Linked DNA regions of Sus scrofa: regions 1, 2, 3 and 5 are each linked to region 4. A link is a contact called in public Hi-C and HiChIP or PLAC-seq data. All regions are on one chromosome and are shown on one strand. The core of a region is the stretch at or near the end of the contact, and the rest is flanking DNA. Distances in the headings are between cores, read along the strand shown.

Evidence for each region. Hi-C and Micro-C count contacts between places; a contact is called where the count stands out from the background. HiChIP or PLAC-seq counts read pairs in DNA pulled down with a chosen protein or histone mark.
Region 1: an H3K27ac HiChIP or PLAC-seq map of alveolar macrophages shows a contact between it and region 4. The contact joins two enhancer-like sites. A contact is called at or near these places in 1 of 47 Hi-C or Micro-C datasets (epiblast stem cells) and 1 of 2 datasets of contacts at active chromatin or transcription factors (alveolar macrophages).
Region 2: an H3K27ac HiChIP or PLAC-seq map of alveolar macrophages shows a contact between it and region 4. The contact joins two enhancer-like sites. A contact is called at or near these places in 2 of 2 datasets of contacts at active chromatin or transcription factors (alveolar macrophages and skeletal muscle).
Region 3: a contact with region 4 is called in an H3K27ac HiChIP or PLAC-seq map of alveolar macrophages. The contact joins two enhancer-like sites. A contact is called at or near these places in 6 of 47 Hi-C or Micro-C datasets (epiblast stem cells, fetal liver, liver and 3 more) and 2 of 2 datasets of contacts at active chromatin or transcription factors (alveolar macrophages and skeletal muscle).
Region 5: a contact with region 4 is called in a Hi-C map of liver, with 4 times the contacts expected there. The contact joins two enhancer-like sites. A contact is called at or near these places in 1 of 47 Hi-C or Micro-C datasets (liver) and 2 of 2 datasets of contacts at active chromatin or transcription factors (alveolar macrophages and skeletal muscle).

The regions. Positions count from the first base shown.
Region 1 is chr13:202,544,391-202,547,555 of Sscrofa11.1, forward strand. No RefSeq gene overlaps it. Among named protein-coding and RNA genes, the nearest start is that of ETS2, 82 kb to the left of the region's middle. Within about 2 kb of position 1,356, at least 13 of the 83 cell types and tissues checked have an H3K27ac peak or open chromatin away from gene starts, as enhancers often do. A contact at or near this core is called in alveolar macrophages, where this site is marked.
Region 2 is chr13:202,483,170-202,486,362 of Sscrofa11.1, forward strand. It overlaps ETS2 (protein C-ets-2), which reads left to right. Exons shown (of 10, transcript XM_021070986.1): 10 at 1-365. Among named protein-coding and RNA genes, the nearest start is that of ETS2, 20 kb to the left of the region's middle. Within about 2 kb of position 1,497, at least 16 of the 83 cell types and tissues checked have an H3K27ac peak or open chromatin away from gene starts, as enhancers often do. A contact at or near this core is called in alveolar macrophages, where this site is marked.
Region 3 is chr13:202,575,186-202,578,252 of Sscrofa11.1, forward strand. No RefSeq gene overlaps it. Among named protein-coding and RNA genes, the nearest start is that of ETS2, 110 kb to the left of the region's middle. Within about 2 kb of position 1,801, at least 24 of the 83 cell types and tissues checked have an H3K27ac peak or open chromatin away from gene starts, as enhancers often do. A contact at or near this core is called in alveolar macrophages, liver and retroperitoneal adipose tissue, where this site is marked.
Region 4 is chr13:202,733,648-202,736,816 of Sscrofa11.1, forward strand. No RefSeq gene overlaps it. Among named protein-coding and RNA genes, the nearest start is that of PSMG1, 40 kb to the right of the region's middle. Within about 2 kb of position 1,729, at least 24 of the 83 cell types and tissues checked have an H3K27ac peak or open chromatin away from gene starts, as enhancers often do. A contact at or near this core is called in alveolar macrophages, liver and retroperitoneal adipose tissue, where this site is marked.
Region 5 is chr13:202,500,269-202,503,277 of Sscrofa11.1, forward strand. No RefSeq gene overlaps it. Among named protein-coding and RNA genes, the nearest start is that of ETS2, 37 kb to the left of the region's middle. Within about 2 kb of position 1,398, at least 13 of the 83 cell types and tissues checked have an H3K27ac peak or open chromatin away from gene starts, as enhancers often do. A contact at or near this core is called in liver, where this site is marked.

The DNA of each region.
Region 1 (3,165 bases), core at 106-2,605, 190 kb before region 4:
CCCCAGAGCATGCTAGGAAAAGACTGCTCTGGTGCTCCAGGGATGGGGTTGGGAAGCCGAGGGCCGTCCCTTGCTCTGGAATGGAGAACAGCCAGCCGGAGCTTGACCTGAACTTTTGCAAACTCTGTTGATTGTAAAAAACCAGAAGACAGGAGGCCGGCAGGGGCAGCCCAGGCGAAGCTTCAAGTGAGAGCCTCCAGATCTCCTTCTGCAGATAAACACAGGGCTGTGAAGAACAGAAAGCAAAGCAATGTGCTCAGGAGGGCTGGGGGTGGTTTTAGATGGGTGGTGAAGCTACAGCCAAGCTGAGACCTCAGAGAGCAAAAACAGGAGGAAAGCTTCGGGTGAGGGTGAAGCATCTGTGCAAAGGCCCTGAGTCCGGAAGTATGCATGACGAGCTGAGGGAGGGCGGCATGTGCCGGGGGCAGAGTTTACAGATGTGGGCAGCACCCCCAGAGTATCCTAGGAGAAGAGGTGGCAGAAATCTCCGCCACTCTGTACACCAACGCCAAACAGACACGCAGGGACAGAGTTGGAGGAAACCGAAAAAGTAGCTTTAACTGCCAGGCAAAGAGGGGGCACAGCAGGCGAGTGCCTCAAGGACTGTGCCCCCCCACACCTTGGAGGGGGCAGTGAGGAGTCTGATAGTGTTTGGGAGCAGGGCGTGGTCAGCTCATGGACTCTTTCCTGATTGGCTGGTGGTGAGGTCATTGGGCGTCCACGTCATCAACCTTCTGGTTCCAGTGGGTCTGGGGTCTAGGTGCTTGTGGGCAGCACACAGTTAACTTCTTCCACCTGGTGGGTGCTTCAGCACCTGCCAGATAGCCCCAAGGACACAGCTCAGAATATTATCTATGGTCCTTGAAGAAGAACCAAAGGTCCTTGACTTTGTTGAATGGCTAAGTTATTATTGCTGTTTCTTTTTTCTCTGTTTTTGTTGTTGTTGTTGTTGTTGTTGTTTTTTGTTGTTGTTTTTTTGGGTTTTTTTTTTTTTTTGCTTCTCTGATTAAATTGGTTCTGTGACTAAAGTTTTTTATAAAAAGGCAGGTGGAGGACATGAGTGGGGCTCCACTCTGGGGAGGCCTCGCGGGGTCCTGCTCGGTAACAAGGAGGAGGGCGAAGACGCCACCTGTTCTCTGAGGTCCCTCTGTTGTCACCTGCAGCCCCAAGCCACCCAGGGGGCCAGTGGAGGAGATGTCTGATTCAACAGCCAAAGAACTGGCCTCCTGTCCCCCTTACCACGGCTGAGGGGGACACTTACCTTCTCTGCTGGTCCCTCCTCCACCTTAAACATTCCAAGCCATTATCCACACACTGCCCACAGCTTATCGTAGTCTCAACAAAGAGGGCAAAGCCAGGACACTGGCCACGCCCTCCACCCTTCCTGTTTTTCTCTGCGGTTTATTCACATCAGTCCTTCTCACGGGAGACCCTGGCCATGTTTGGAGACATTTTTGGTTGGCACAAGTGGAGCAGGTGCCCCTGGCATCAAATGCTAAGGGAAGAGATGCTGCCAACACCCCACAGTGTACATGGCGCCCCCTAACCACAGAGAATGAGCCCATCCAAAATGTGGGTGGGTGGGTAAGAAGGAAGCCCATTTTGGGAGTTTACTAGGCAGGATTTTGTGCCAGGAAAAAAAAAAAAAAAAACCCTGGAGTTCCCCCGTGGTGCAGCGGTTAAGGATCTGGCGCTGTCACTTGTCACTGCAGTAGCTTGGGTTCAATCCCTGGCCCCCTGAAATTTTTGTGTGCCGCCTGCATGGCCAAAAAAAAAAAAAAAAAAAAGACCGATAAAAAAGCTGGCTCAGCTCCTTCCAAAATTAAATACCTCCCTCCTTTTGTCACACTCCGGTAAACAAATGAGTTTCTATTTCAGTCTGTGGGGTGGGTTTTCCGAATGTTTGACGGGTGCCTCGTGGACAGCGAAGTGCGGTTTGCTGAGCATCAGAAGGAGAAGTCCCGGAGTGGGCCAGGGCCATAGACATGGGCAGGCAGAGACCCCTGGGCTGGGGGCTGCTCAGAGCGTCCAGCAGCTGGGACACACCCCGCTAGGTCCTCCCCGTGAAAAGGACCTGGATGCAGGGCTTCAAGCTGGCAGAACTTCCTGGCACCACGGATTTCCACTTCTGGGCTCTTCTGCCTTTTATACACGGGCCCAAATTGTAAGCAGGGGTGTGTCTGAAAGCATCTTTATGTGGATATAGATAACGGCAATATCATTCCAGACCACTGTGCTATGGGCTGAACCGTGTCCCCCTCAGCTTCAGATGCTGAAGTCTTAACCCTTGGTAACTCAGAAGCTGACTGCATTTGGAGATGGGATCTTGACAAGAGATAATGAAGATAAAAGGGAGTCACATGGGCCTTAATCCAATAGGACTGGTCCCTAATATGGGGACACAAACGCACTCAGAGGGATGACCGTGGGAGGACCGGGGGTGGGGAGTGGGGGTGGGTAGGGGGAGACACCATCTACAAGCCAAGGAGAGAGGCCTCGGGAGGAACCACCGCCAGCACCTCGATCTAGACTTGCAGCCTCCGGAATTACAAGACAACAACCTTCTGCTGTTTAAGCCCCGGGTGTACAGTACTTTGTTTCGGCAGCCCGGGCTGGCTAATGCAGCAGAAATTCTTCCATGCAGGCTGCCACCCAGAGCCTCCATCTCCTTTGTGGACCCTGGCTGAGAAGCAGTTGGGTCTCTGATCACCATCAGGCAGGAGGGCCTCATTACAGAGAAGTCATTTAGCTTGGGGTATTAGTTTCTACTTGCTGCTGTAACAAACTACCGCTAACTTGGAAATTTAAAACAATGCAATATAGGCTCTGGCAAGTCTAGAGGCCAGAAATCCCCAACCCGTTTCCCTGGGCTGTGCTCTGCCCTGGGGCTACTGGGGTGCATCTCTTTCCTGGCCTTTTCCAGCATCCAGAGCTGCTTCCCTCAGGTCCTTGGTTGGTGGTCCCTTCCTCCAGCTTCAAAGTCAGTGGTGTAGCATCTTGCTTCTGCCATCACGGCCTTCTCTTCCGTGTCAACCCCCCCACCACCACCCCATCTACATTTTGGAGCACTTGTGATGGCATTTAGGTCCCACCTGGATGATCCAGGCTAATGTCCCATCTCAAGATCCTTAATCACGCTTTTGCCATGTAAGGGAAACTATTCAC
Region 2 (3,193 bases), core at 247-2,746, 250 kb before region 4:
AGTCCTGACCCAAGATCCCTTCCCATGTCTTTAAGCACAGGATGTTTTTCTCACGCAGGACCTGTTTATCTCTCGGACATCTGTTTAAAACATCAACAGACATGTGACTGGAATATCTTGCTGCTGAAAGAAATCTCAGCCATCAGCTTGTTTTACGTGGGGTTGGACCCTGTGAAACTGCCAATATTTGTCTGTTTTATCTACAGGGTTGGCAGTTTCATGTGGTTCAACTCAAAGAGTTATGGGACATTAAAAGTCCCTTGTCAACCTTTGGCGTGGTAAAGAACAGAACTTAAGTATAAAAATTTTGTAATTTGGCTTTTTCTCTCTCCAATAATAAAGTATTTTGTTTATATAAACTCCTCCTCGTAAGGGTCCTCATGCTTTGTCCCCATCCCAACATGGAGTGGGGGTGCTGGGGCCAGAGCCTCTGGCCACTCAGCAGTTCTGTCGCTCAGCGTCACATCTCCCTGGAACTGGTCATACCCATCGCCTGGTAAATCGGGATCAGGCTGGAGCCAAATGTGAGCCCTTCCTGAGGGAATTCCCCAAAAGTGTTTCTTAAAGCAAAAAATTCTTTCCAGGAGAGATTAGAGTAGAAAGCTGCAGGCAGCTTGTCTTTGCTCAAAGTTTGGCAGAGGTAGATTTTAGGATGTTTCTATTAAGAACATGAGGATGTGGAGTTCAGGAACTTTTGTAATTGAGGCCAGGACTCCTAGAGCGCTGACGTTGCCAAGGTGACTTGCCAAAGACAAAGGCGATGGCCCCAGGACACCTGTGCTCACATTCATTCTTGGGCCTCCTTTTCACGCTCCAAAATCTGAGGATTCCAAAAACTAGGTGGATTATATCATTGGCGTCCTGGCACCCACTGGCCACAGGCTAATGGTGCAGGCCTCTTCCCCACTTTGCCTCAGTGAGGTGTTGGTAGCTTGAACTTGGTCGGAATGAGTATTTACACCATGGAAACTGGCAAACACTCCAACTCGGGGCTCCCCCACCCCCAACCCTTCTCAGGGAGCTGGTTTTACCAGCTCACCACTGGTCATCAATGTTAGAAATTAAAACAAACTTTAAAATATGGCTCCTTTTTAAAATAACATGTCCACATTCACATTTTTCGGAGAAATAATTTTTCCCCCAAAGTGAGAATGGCATTGTTTCACATGTTTTCAAATCTCTGATGTCTGGTTTAATAGCAAAGAGCTGGATTCTGATACTGGCTTCTGCATCAGTCTGTTGTGATACATTTTGAGGGAAATGAGGCCTCACACAGATCTGTGATTGGAAGAGGGAGGAGTGTTTATGAGCTGATAATGGCATATTGTTTTATAGTACACCTAAACCGACAAATGATAGTTTCTTAAAGGTTAATTGCTGTTAGAATATGAAACCGTATCAATAAACTTGCCTATGATTGCAATAAATTACGTTGATCCGTCTTGCACTTTGAGTGGATCTTTTACCCGTGTGTGATTTTGTAACACGCATTAGTCATCGGAAAATATTGCTTCAAAATGTTGACCCATTTCAACATACACTATCAAACTATCACAGTAGTTACTACCACCACTAATTTCACCAGAAAAAATCCCTGAGAAGCTATCAAGCTCACAGTGGCAGATGCAAGTTTTCAAAAAATTCAAAATTTCACTTGAAAGCTCAAATTTTATCATGGGCAACAGATATTCTAAGGGTTTTTTGTTTGGTTGGTTTTTGGGTTTTGGTTTTTTTTGCTTTTTAAGGCCACACCCGTGGCATATGGAGGTTTCCAGGCTAGGAGTGCAGTCAGAGCTACAGCTGCTGACCTATACACAGCCACAGCAACATTAGAACTGAGCTGTGTCTGCAACCTACACCACAGCTCACAGCAATGCCAGATCCTTAACCCACTGAGCCAGGCCAGAAATCGAACTGACAACCTTGCGGCTCCTAGTCGGATTCGCTTTTGCTGCACCATGACAGGAACTCCATTTTTTTTTTTAAATACCTTTTCCAAAAGGTATTTCATTTACTTTTTGAAATACCTGTCAAATACACAAGTCTGAATAAATGTAATTCATCAGTTCTTTCAAATACAAATGGTGCTTATGAATGAGGTGGTTAGTTTAGCTTGCAACTCAAACACACCACTGCATTTTCCGGGACAACCAGTCTACTTCAGTAGCACTAGAACTGTGTACCTTCCATATTATTACCCAGAAATGAAAAAGATGTGTATTTACTTATTAAGAAACTTAATTTTTACTACTTCCTCAGGGATAGTTTTAAAGAAAACTGGTATTTTTTTCCCCTGCGAGTACCTGGCAAAAAATGCATTATGATCCAGTGCAGTTTTACCCGCCTTTGATTTTGCACCATCAGTGCAGACATCAACAAAGTTTAAAAAGCAAATATTTAATTGTTATAAAAATATTTTGACATTGAGGATACCCCCTGAAAGGGTGTTGTCTTTGGACTTCACTTTGAGGACTGTTCTAGAAATCAGAGACTCTCACCAAGAACAACAGGAGTCGAAGCGGGGCAGGGAGGTGGGAAGATAAACATTTTCCCTTTGTCTCACTAATCCAGTGTCTGTATTTCCAATATTACCCTTTCAGAGCCAGTTGAGAGGAAGCACTTTTTATTTAAAGCAAAAAAATAATTCTCCAAATACCATATGCTGTAACCTATGTGGTGTCTGAAGAATAATACAATCTAATGTATATGCAAGACAGAAACAGACTTTCAGATAGAGAATACAAACTTGCGGTTGGGGGAGGGGTAAAGGGGGGGTTACAAGGGGAGGGGTATGGGGTTAACAGATACACTCTACCATACATAAAACAGAGAGGCAACAAGGATATGCTGTATAGCACAGGGAATTGTACTCATTATCTTATAATAACCTAGAGTGGAATATAATCTGCAAATATACTGGATTACTACGCTGTACATCTGAAACTAACACAATATTATAAATCAACGACACTTTTAAAAAAGTAATGAGGAGTTCCTGTTGTGGTTCAGTGGTAACAATCCCAACTAGTATCCATGAGGATGTGGGTTCGATCCTTGGCCTCGATCAGTGGGTTAAGGATCTGGCGTTACAGTGAACTGTGGTATAGGTCACAGACGCTGCCCAGATCCTGTGTTGCTGTGGCTGTGGCGCAGGCCAGCAACTGTAGCTCCGATTTGACCCCTAGTCTGGGAA
Region 3 (3,067 bases), core at 551-3,050, 160 kb before region 4:
CGCCACAGACCGTTATTCAAGCCACACCATAGACAATGCTGCTTTTCTCAGGAATAAATGTAGGGGCAGGGTCAACTGCAAATGTGTAGTCTTAGATAAGGGGTAATAAATACATTCTGTTTTGGTGCTTCTAAGTCGAGGCTCTGCACCTGCTGGAAGCAGGTGGCTTTAAATCCTGGCCACCCCTGGGTTTCCCCAGTCAGGTCCCACTGTCAACATCACCACCAGTTTCTTCCTCTTTCTTGGTGGCAATCTACCGCCTCCTTCAACTAGTGCATGGAAAATTACATGGTCAGTGCCACACGCAGGGCTGGAAGAGCACACAGCCCACAGGGGTTGCACGTGACCCAGGCTTTCATCATTTATTTAAAAAGTCTGTGGGCGAGAAGGGAGGAAGAATTGTGAGGCCCCGAAGCAGCTGACTCACTTCGGAGAGGAGTGACAAGTCTGTTTCTGAACAGATCGGTTGACAGGACAGTGGCCACTGCTGCTCTTGGTTCATTCCTGCAGGTTCATACTGACTCCCTCTCTTCAGCCGTAGGACTGAGCGCCCACGGGGATTGGCTGTGGGCACTAGGGAAATGAGTTTGGGGCTTTGCTTCTCTGCTTCCAAAGAAAGCAAAGCCCCAAACTCACTCTGACCTTAGAGCTTCCATCCAATGGGGGTCAGGGAGGCACATGCTAAGAAAACCCTATCACCTGGTGGTGCGCTCTGAGATAAAGCAAGCTGGGACTGTTCACAGTAGCCAAGACATGGAAGCAATCGAAGTGTCCATTGACAGAGGACTGGATAAAGATGTGGCACATATGCACAATGGAATATTACTCGGTCGTCACATAGAATGAAATACGCCATTCGCAGCGACACGGATGGACCGAGACAGTATCACACTACGTGAAATAAGTCAGAGGAAGTCAAATATCATAAGAGACCACCTATATGTGGAATCTAAAAAATAATACCGATGAAGTTATTTATAAAACAGAAATAGACCCACATAGAAAACCAAGCTTACGGTTACCAGAGGGGGAAAAGGGGAGGATACTTGGAAGTTTGGGATGAACAGATACATACTACTCTATATATGACAGAGAACTGATGAGAACCTACTGCGTAGCTCAGGGAGCTATACTCGATATCTCATAATAACCTGTAATGACGAAGTATATATATATATACACACACAGAGGCATATATAAAACCCAATCGCTTTGCTGCACACCAGAAACTAACCCAACATCGTGAATCAACTATACTTCGAAAAAACCAGTGCTGGGGAGAAGGGGTTGGGGTAGGGGCTGCAACTGGGGGGTGGGGGACGAAGGTGGCCTTAGAGCAAAGAGCTTAATGAGGTGCAGAGGAGCCAGGGGTTGTCCAGGAAGAGGGGTCCCTTCAGGTAGAGGGAGCAAGAGGCCAGCTCATCCATGAGTGATGTGGAGCCACTGCTTTGTGGGAAGGAAGCAAGGACTTGCTTCCCTCCAGGCTCCCTCGGTGCAGAGCTGGCTGAGGGGAGCGGGCAGCTGGGGGACCAGAGAGGAGAGTGGCAGGATGGCGGGGGCACAAGGGGGTGGAGAGGGGAGTGGGGTCGCGCTGGGTGTGGGTAGGGGTGTGATATATGATGGGCAGAGAGACCGCAGTGACCCCTGCAGACCCTGCCTCCTCCCCCTCAGCCCTGGACCATGTCCAGACCTGGGAGTCTCAGCAGGAAGTCTCCCGGGGGTGGCAGAGTCCCCATCTGTGTCTGTGACCCGTGCTGACAGGCGCCCAGAGCGGTCGGTGGCCATGTGATTCCCGGCAGCCGCGATGAGGTCACGATCTCTGTTTACTAACAGGAAAGAACACTTGGATGCAGGAGTCAACGAGCTGAAAGCAGGGGCCGTGGGTCACACGTTTGCCTCTGCCCTGAGGCCACCCTGAACCGGCTGACCCTGGAAGAGGGATGAGCCCGGACCACAACATGTAAACTGATTCCCGTTTGTGCTAAAGATGGGCTGTTTTTTGAGATCATGATTAGAAATGAGTAAAAGCTAAGTTTCAAGGTCTTTGGGGTTTTATCATGCAGGGCTTATTAATTAATAACATTGGCAGCAACCTGGATGCAACTAGAGAGCCTCAGACTAAGTGAAGTAAGTCAGAAAGAGAAAGACAAATACCATATGATATCACTTATACATGGAATCTAATATATGGCAGAAAGAAACTTATCTACAAAACAGAGACAAACCCACAGCCACGGAGAACAGACTTGTGGTTGCCAAGGCGCAGGGGGGAGAGAGTGGGCTGGACAGAGAGTTTGGGGTTAGTAGATGCAAACTATTCCATTTAGAATGGATAAGCCATGAGGTCCTGCTGTACTGCATGGGGAACTCTATCCAGTCTCTTAGGATAGAACATGATGGAAGATAATATGAGAAAAAGAAGAGTATGGCTGAGTCACTATGCTACAGAGCAGAAACTGGCATGACATTGTAAATCAACCATACTTTAATTTCTAAAAATGTAAAATAATAAAATAAAAGAGAAAATAGAGCAGTTCAACATGGAGAAAAGTTTCCCTCCTTATTCCCAGGACTTGCAAGTATTTTTTTTTCTTTTTTTAAATTGCAGTATGGTTGATTTACAATGTGGTGTTAATTTCTGTTGTACAGTAAAGTCATTCATATATACATGAATTTTATATATAGTCATATATTTATTGTATATATTATATATTTTTTATATAAGAATATTTATATATTCTTTTCCATTATGATTTATCCTAGGTTATTGGATATAGTTCTCTGTGCTATCCAGAAGGACCTTGTTGTGCAAGTATTTCTTTTAAACAAGTAACGTATTGATCCTCTGAAATGAAGAGGCAATTAAGCTCCAACCTCAAATGCAAAGCCGTCCAAAGCAAATATCCCAGCAGGTGCTACCTCAGTTAACCTGGGCGATGATTAACCTGGGTTTTGCACCTATTCCTTGAACCGTTTTCCAATTAACAGAATACAATTTGATATCGTGTTTCTGAAAATGCTGTTCTTCTGAGCTGAAGGACTTTCAGGCGTGACTCATGTGAAAATG
Region 4 (3,169 bases), core at 479-2,978:
GCATCTTTAAAGAAGAGTCACTCTGGAGCAGAGGCACTCAGACCCAAGCCCCTCTCCCAGCTCGGCAGACCCTCCCCCAGAAGCGGTTCACCCCTTGCTTTGATGCCAGCACTGGGTTTGAAGGGCAGGGGAGAGCCTCAGATCCCATATCATCAGTACTATACTCAAAAGTCACACCCCAAGAGGCCACCAGGGGCCACTGGTCCCGCTGGAGGAGGTCTGGGGTGCAAGCCCCACCCCAGCCCTGGCACAGGTCTCACTGTGGATGCAAAGAACCATCTTTGAACACGCTCAGGTATTCCAATTTAAGGAAACAGAGCCAACTCGTTTCTGGCACATGGAGCACACGTGGACATTTCTCCGTGCACCCCAGCCCATCTGCCAAAATTAAAGTCATCAGAGAACTAGAAGACTCGCCCACACGCACAGCCAAAGTGGCGCTGAACATCTAAGAAAGACACGGAGGGTTCAGCCAGCATCCCTCAGTCTCACCGTCAAGAAGAAAGGGAGCTTATTTTCCACCCTAACTGGTAATGATTGCTTTCCCCAAAATTACCCCCCAAAAAGGAACCAGACCTCTCTCACATACACCTGCACATGCACACGCTCAGATCTGTGTTCCAGGAGAGCGCGTCCAGCTGGAGGCAGCCGGGCACCCGCAGCTGGGAGTCTAGACCCAGGCTGGTCGGGGTGGCCCGCGCAGGTCCCAGCACCTGCCCGCCTGGGAAACGACTGAGGCGGGAAAAGGTGAAACTGCAGACTCCAATTTAAGAAATCTGACCTTTTGTCCCTCAAATAATTGGGGAGCAAGATATGACTTTTTTCCTGAGTATATTTATGGTATTTTTCCATTTGAGAAAGCATCCGCCAAGGCAAAAGGAACAATGCTAAGAAGCGCGATTTCCATTTTCAAAGGGAAGGGGAGGCCCTTTTGGAGGGACCACGCCCACATCTGTAAATAGCCAACCTTGGAAGGAACTCGAAGGAAAGCAACGTGTGTGCCTATGTGTGGGGGGAACCTCAGCGGCTAGAGCCTCCCCACCCCTCGTGGCGGCAGGAAACCATCCGCCGGGTGAGGGCTGCAGACCCAGCGGGCGCCCAGGCGGCAAGAGATGCTCCTGGGGTTCCAGGCAAGACCCCCGCGGGCGCACAGACACACACGTTACATACCTTTGTTTCACTGTGTTTATTTCCACTGCAGAAGAGGGACAAGCAGAGGCTGGGGACAGAGTGGAAGGGACGCTTGCTTTACTCTGAGTCTCTTTGTGCCTTTTGAGTTTTGAACTTGAAGTCATTTGCGTACCTGTGTCCTTCGGGGGAACTGTCTCCTAAGAGATTCTGGCACCACTTCCTGACCCAGCAAGAACCCACTCTCCTTCTGGAATACGGGATGCCCTCCCCTTCCCCCCAACCCCAGCACCCCCCACACACACACACACACACAGCACACACAACACAGCATACACACCCTCCCCAACACCCACGGCACACACACACACACACACACACCACACGCACCCCACGCACACACCCTACACACACACAGGAAACACACACACACAGACACGTGTGCGTGCACACCTCCCACAGCATCTCTGAACCCAGGTGCCAGGCAGGGCTCAGCTTGCAAAGCAGGTCAAAGTCGGGTCGGGATGCTGCCTTGGACCCTATAGAAAGGGCCTTGACATCTAAACCTCCGGGATTCAGCGCCATCTAGAGGCTTTCTGCTGCACTGTTTCCCAGCTTGGCGACAGAAAGGCGACCCCAGCTCCTGGCATCGTGAAGGGTGGGGGCCTGAGAAGCCCAAGAAAGGCGCCACGTTGCTGAGGACTCGGGCTGGGGCCGGCCCTGGGGTTTTGTGGTTCCACCCTTCTATGTATTCCACTCCCTCTTCTCACATACACACACACACGCGCGCGCGCGCGCGTATTTAATTTTTTTCCAATTAAGTAAAACATTCGGAAAAATGCCAAAGGTCCTTAGTCATCAAAAAATGTAACCCAGGACTTCCCATTGTGGCTCAGCAGGTTACAAACCCAACTAGTTTCCACGAGGATGCAGGTTCAATCGCTGGCCTCCCTCAGTCAGTTAAAGATCCAGCGTTGCCTTGAGGTTGCAGACGTGGCTTGGATCCTGCGTTGCTGTGGCTGTGGTGTAGGCTGGCAGCTGCAGCTCTGATTCCCCCACTAGCCTGGGTACTTCCATATACCGTGGGTGCAGCCCTAAAAAAAAAGACAAAGAAAAGAAGAAAGAAAGAGAAAGTGCAACCTAAAATCCCACACAGCTGCCCAAATGCCCATGTGAGGAATACCAAGCATTGGTGAGGCTGTGGACCCCTGCAGTGGGCACAAACTGGTTCACGACTGGGAGAAACGGGCGCTCATCTATGGCAGCTGAGCACAGGCAACACTCGGCACCTCAGTCCGACCCCCAGTGTACACCCAACACAAACGTGGGTACACGGACCCGCTGCCCCCCACCCAGGTGGATGAAATAAGGGCCCAGAGGACCTCAGCCCCCTCACCGGGCCGTCTCCCCGTGCGGGAAAGTCCAGGTGCAGTGGTGTCACGGGTGTGGCCGGCCCCTCCATCTGCCCTCTCTCCAACCTCTCTCTAGTAGCAGGTCTCCACCAGGGATGGCTTGGCCCCCAGGGACACTGGGCAATGTCTGGAGACATTCTCCGTTGTCCCCAGGCACACTGGGGAGGAGGTGCCTGCTGGCATCTAGAAGCCCGGGCCAGGAACGCTGGCCAAGGCGCCGTCATCCCCTACCCCCCACCCCCACCCAGAAGGCTCATGGGCCAAAACGTCAATAGATGAGGTTGAAAAATACTGCCTTAAATGCCCAAGTGTGGAGCCTGCCTTTAAAGAAATGGACGTTCTAGGAGTTCCCACTGAGGTGCAGAGGCTTAAGAAGGCAACTGCAGGGGCCTGGGTCATGGCAAAGGCGCAGGTTCTACTCCCCGGCCCGGGGCAGTGGGTTAAAAGGATCCGGCATTGATGCAGCTGTGGCTTGGAGCCAATCCCTGGCCAAAGACTTTCTATATGCCTCGGGTGCAGCCGTGAAAATATTGAAAAATAATGAACGAGAAATGGACGTTCTAGCTCAAGTTTTAGAATAAAAAAAATTCTAAGTCGAATTCAGCAGAACAGTGTTGTAATGTAAATAT
Region 5 (3,009 bases), core at 148-2,647, 230 kb before region 4:
CAGGCTGGAAGGGTTGTTACTGGGAATTTGGTCAAGTTTTCACTCCAATGAATGAGACCTTGAGGTCTAAAGGGGGTGGGGGGGTGCAAAGGTCTCATGATTCAGCAAGCAAGCTACAAAACTGGGATGAAAGCCCACAGTTTCTAAGTCCAAAGCCTTCCTCACATCTTTCTTTTCTTATTTAAATAATTTTGGGAGTTCCCTGGTGGCTCATCAGGTTGAGGACCTGGCCTTGTCATGGCTATGGCTCAGGTTGCTGCTGTGGTGTGGGTTCGATTCCTGGCTGGCGAACTTCTGAACTTCTGCATGCCGTGAGTGCAGCCAAAATAATAATAATAATAATAAGTATTTTTGATTTTATGCCATCGATCACAAAGTGAGCTGCATAAAAGTAGTGATCTATTTTGCCTTCTTTTCACTGCACCTGGTGTCTATAACAGCATCGATGACAGAGATGCTCTACTTCTTGAACAAAGTCCTCATGAGAAAAAGGGGAGAAAGTGGTTCAATTTCATCCCGCAAGAGAGTCTTGATGCTGTTCCTCCCCGTGGCTCCCTCGCAGGTTTGGGCCCAGATGGAGAGGGTGGCTGGATGCCCAAACATCAGCCAGGACCCAAGGCCAAGAGGAAACTCACATCACCAGGCCTCTTCCTTATACTTGACGAAAATGGTAACCAAGCGATAGTCCGGTTCCTTGACAGATCCTCTCCTCGTAAAGCGGTAAGATGGAAACACGGGGAATTCTGCCTGTCTCATCCCTTGTGACTCTGGAAGGCCAACTATTCTGACTTTCAGTTTCACTCACTGTAAACACACAGCTCCTTTGGAATGGAGAAAAGTTGTTCTCAGCCCTTAACACGGCATTTATCAACTCATGTATTGTTTATTCTTGTGCAATTAGCAATCACATTTCTGGAAAAAAAAAAAGGACTTTCGGGATTGAATAAGCCTATTGGTGTCATTTTCCTAGCAGTGATTCTGCTTCCTTCTGCCTGCTCTTATTTCATACCAAACTGGTTTACGGGACGTTTGGGTAAACAAGGCTCTTATGAGTAATTAGTATCCAATTAGGCTAAGTTTCATGTCTGTGTGAGCCAAGCCCTCTTTTTCCAACCTCTGGGAGGGATCAAGTATGTCAGGCCTCTGTTTACAGAGCAAGGCCCATGGCTGACTGCCCCCGAGGCTCTTTAAAGGTTGTTGTTGGTAGCTGGACCTCTAGATTAAGCTACTACATATTTTTGTTGGCTTTTGCTCCTGGGGAAAGGGCAAGACTGGTCGCCCAGTGATTTAGGTCCTTTTCTCCGTGTTCCTCTTGCAAAATGTTCCAGGGTCCACCAGCATCCCCATCAAGAAGCTTCTTCCTGACACAGAGGGAAGGTTCACAACACCGCCCTCTGGGCAAAACTCTGCCCTTCCTACCATGGGCCGATTTCAAATGCAGAATCTGGTGTGAGAGCTTTTCTGCTGAAAGCTTTGATGCCTGATCTCTTTTTCCCAACTTTGTGTTACGAACATGTTCGAATACGCAGACAAGACCAAAGAAGAAAAGGGTGAACATTCTCACAGCCACCAATTAGATTCAAAAGTTCAACTCGCCAGTTGTCAAAGTTGTGCGGAACCATTTGAGTATTTGAAATGGCAGATATTTCTGCATGTTTATCTTAAAAATAAGGACTATCTTAAATCCAACCAAAGTAATAGTGGGACAAATACTTTATCATTTCATTTACATTATCGAAGTAGTTGGAGTCATATTGCTCTTATTTTCTATTATCATGTTAAAAGCTATAGTATCTGTAGTGATGCCTCCATTTCATTCCTGAAGTGGTAATTTGTGTCTTCTCTCTTTTTTTTCTGAGTAAGTCTAGTTGAAGTTTTATGAATTTCATTATTTTTTTAATCTGTAAGAAGAAATTTGAATAAATATTTATTAAATTCAATTCTTTCATGAAATTAATAAGTAAGAATAGGTGTATTTCATGGCACAAAAATCTGGTTATCACATACATTTAAGTGAAACAAATAGTTTACAAAGCACATGTTCAATATTTGTTTTAGGAAAAAATATAAATTTAAGCATTGAAAAAAATTCCTGGAAGAATACATACCGAAGTATCACGTAATTTTCTCTACATATTAGAATCATGCTTGGGTTTTTTCTTGCTTGTTAAAAATAACATTTAAAACATCAGAAATACTGTATTTCCACTGAGTAATTTTTTTTTTCAAAGATGAGACGTGGTTTTCGCTCATGTGGTTATTTATTGTTTTTTTATTTCATTGATTTCTACTTTTATGTTTATTTCCTATTTTTGTATTTATTTTTCTTTTTTCCTTCTCCTGCATTTTAAGATGGAAGCTTAATTCTCTTTTTTTTTTTTTTTTTCTTTTTAGGGCCACACCTGAGGCATATGAAGTTCCCAGGCTAGGAGTCGACTTGGAGCCTACCCCACAGCCACAGCAACATGGGATCCAAGCCCTGTCTGTGATCTACACCACAGCTCCTTAACCCACTGAGAGAGGACAGGGATGGAACCCACATCCTTATAGATCCTAGTCAGGTTCGTTAATGGCTGAGCCACGAAAGGAAGTCCTTAATTCATTTTTTAAAGCTATATCTTACAAATTTTGCTATGTTGTATTTTAATTCTTATTTAGTTCAAATATTCCTAATCTCTCTTGTGGTTTCTGCTTTGACCCCTGGGTTATTTTAGAAGTATGCTGTTTAATTTCCAAATATTTGAAGGTTTTCCAGATATTCTTCTGTTGCTGATTTGTTTTTCTTTTTTCTTTTGCTTTTTAAGGCTGCACTTTGGCATATGGAAGTTCCCAGGCTAGGGGTCAAATTGGAGCTACAGTTGCTGGCCTACACCATAGCCACAGCAATGCCAGATCCCTGACCTCTTATTAAATTGTTTCGGTAAGCAAAGCATAAACTTTGAATGATTTCAATCCTTTTAAAATTTGTTGAAGCTTATTCTGTGACCCAGCACATGAACTATCTTGGGT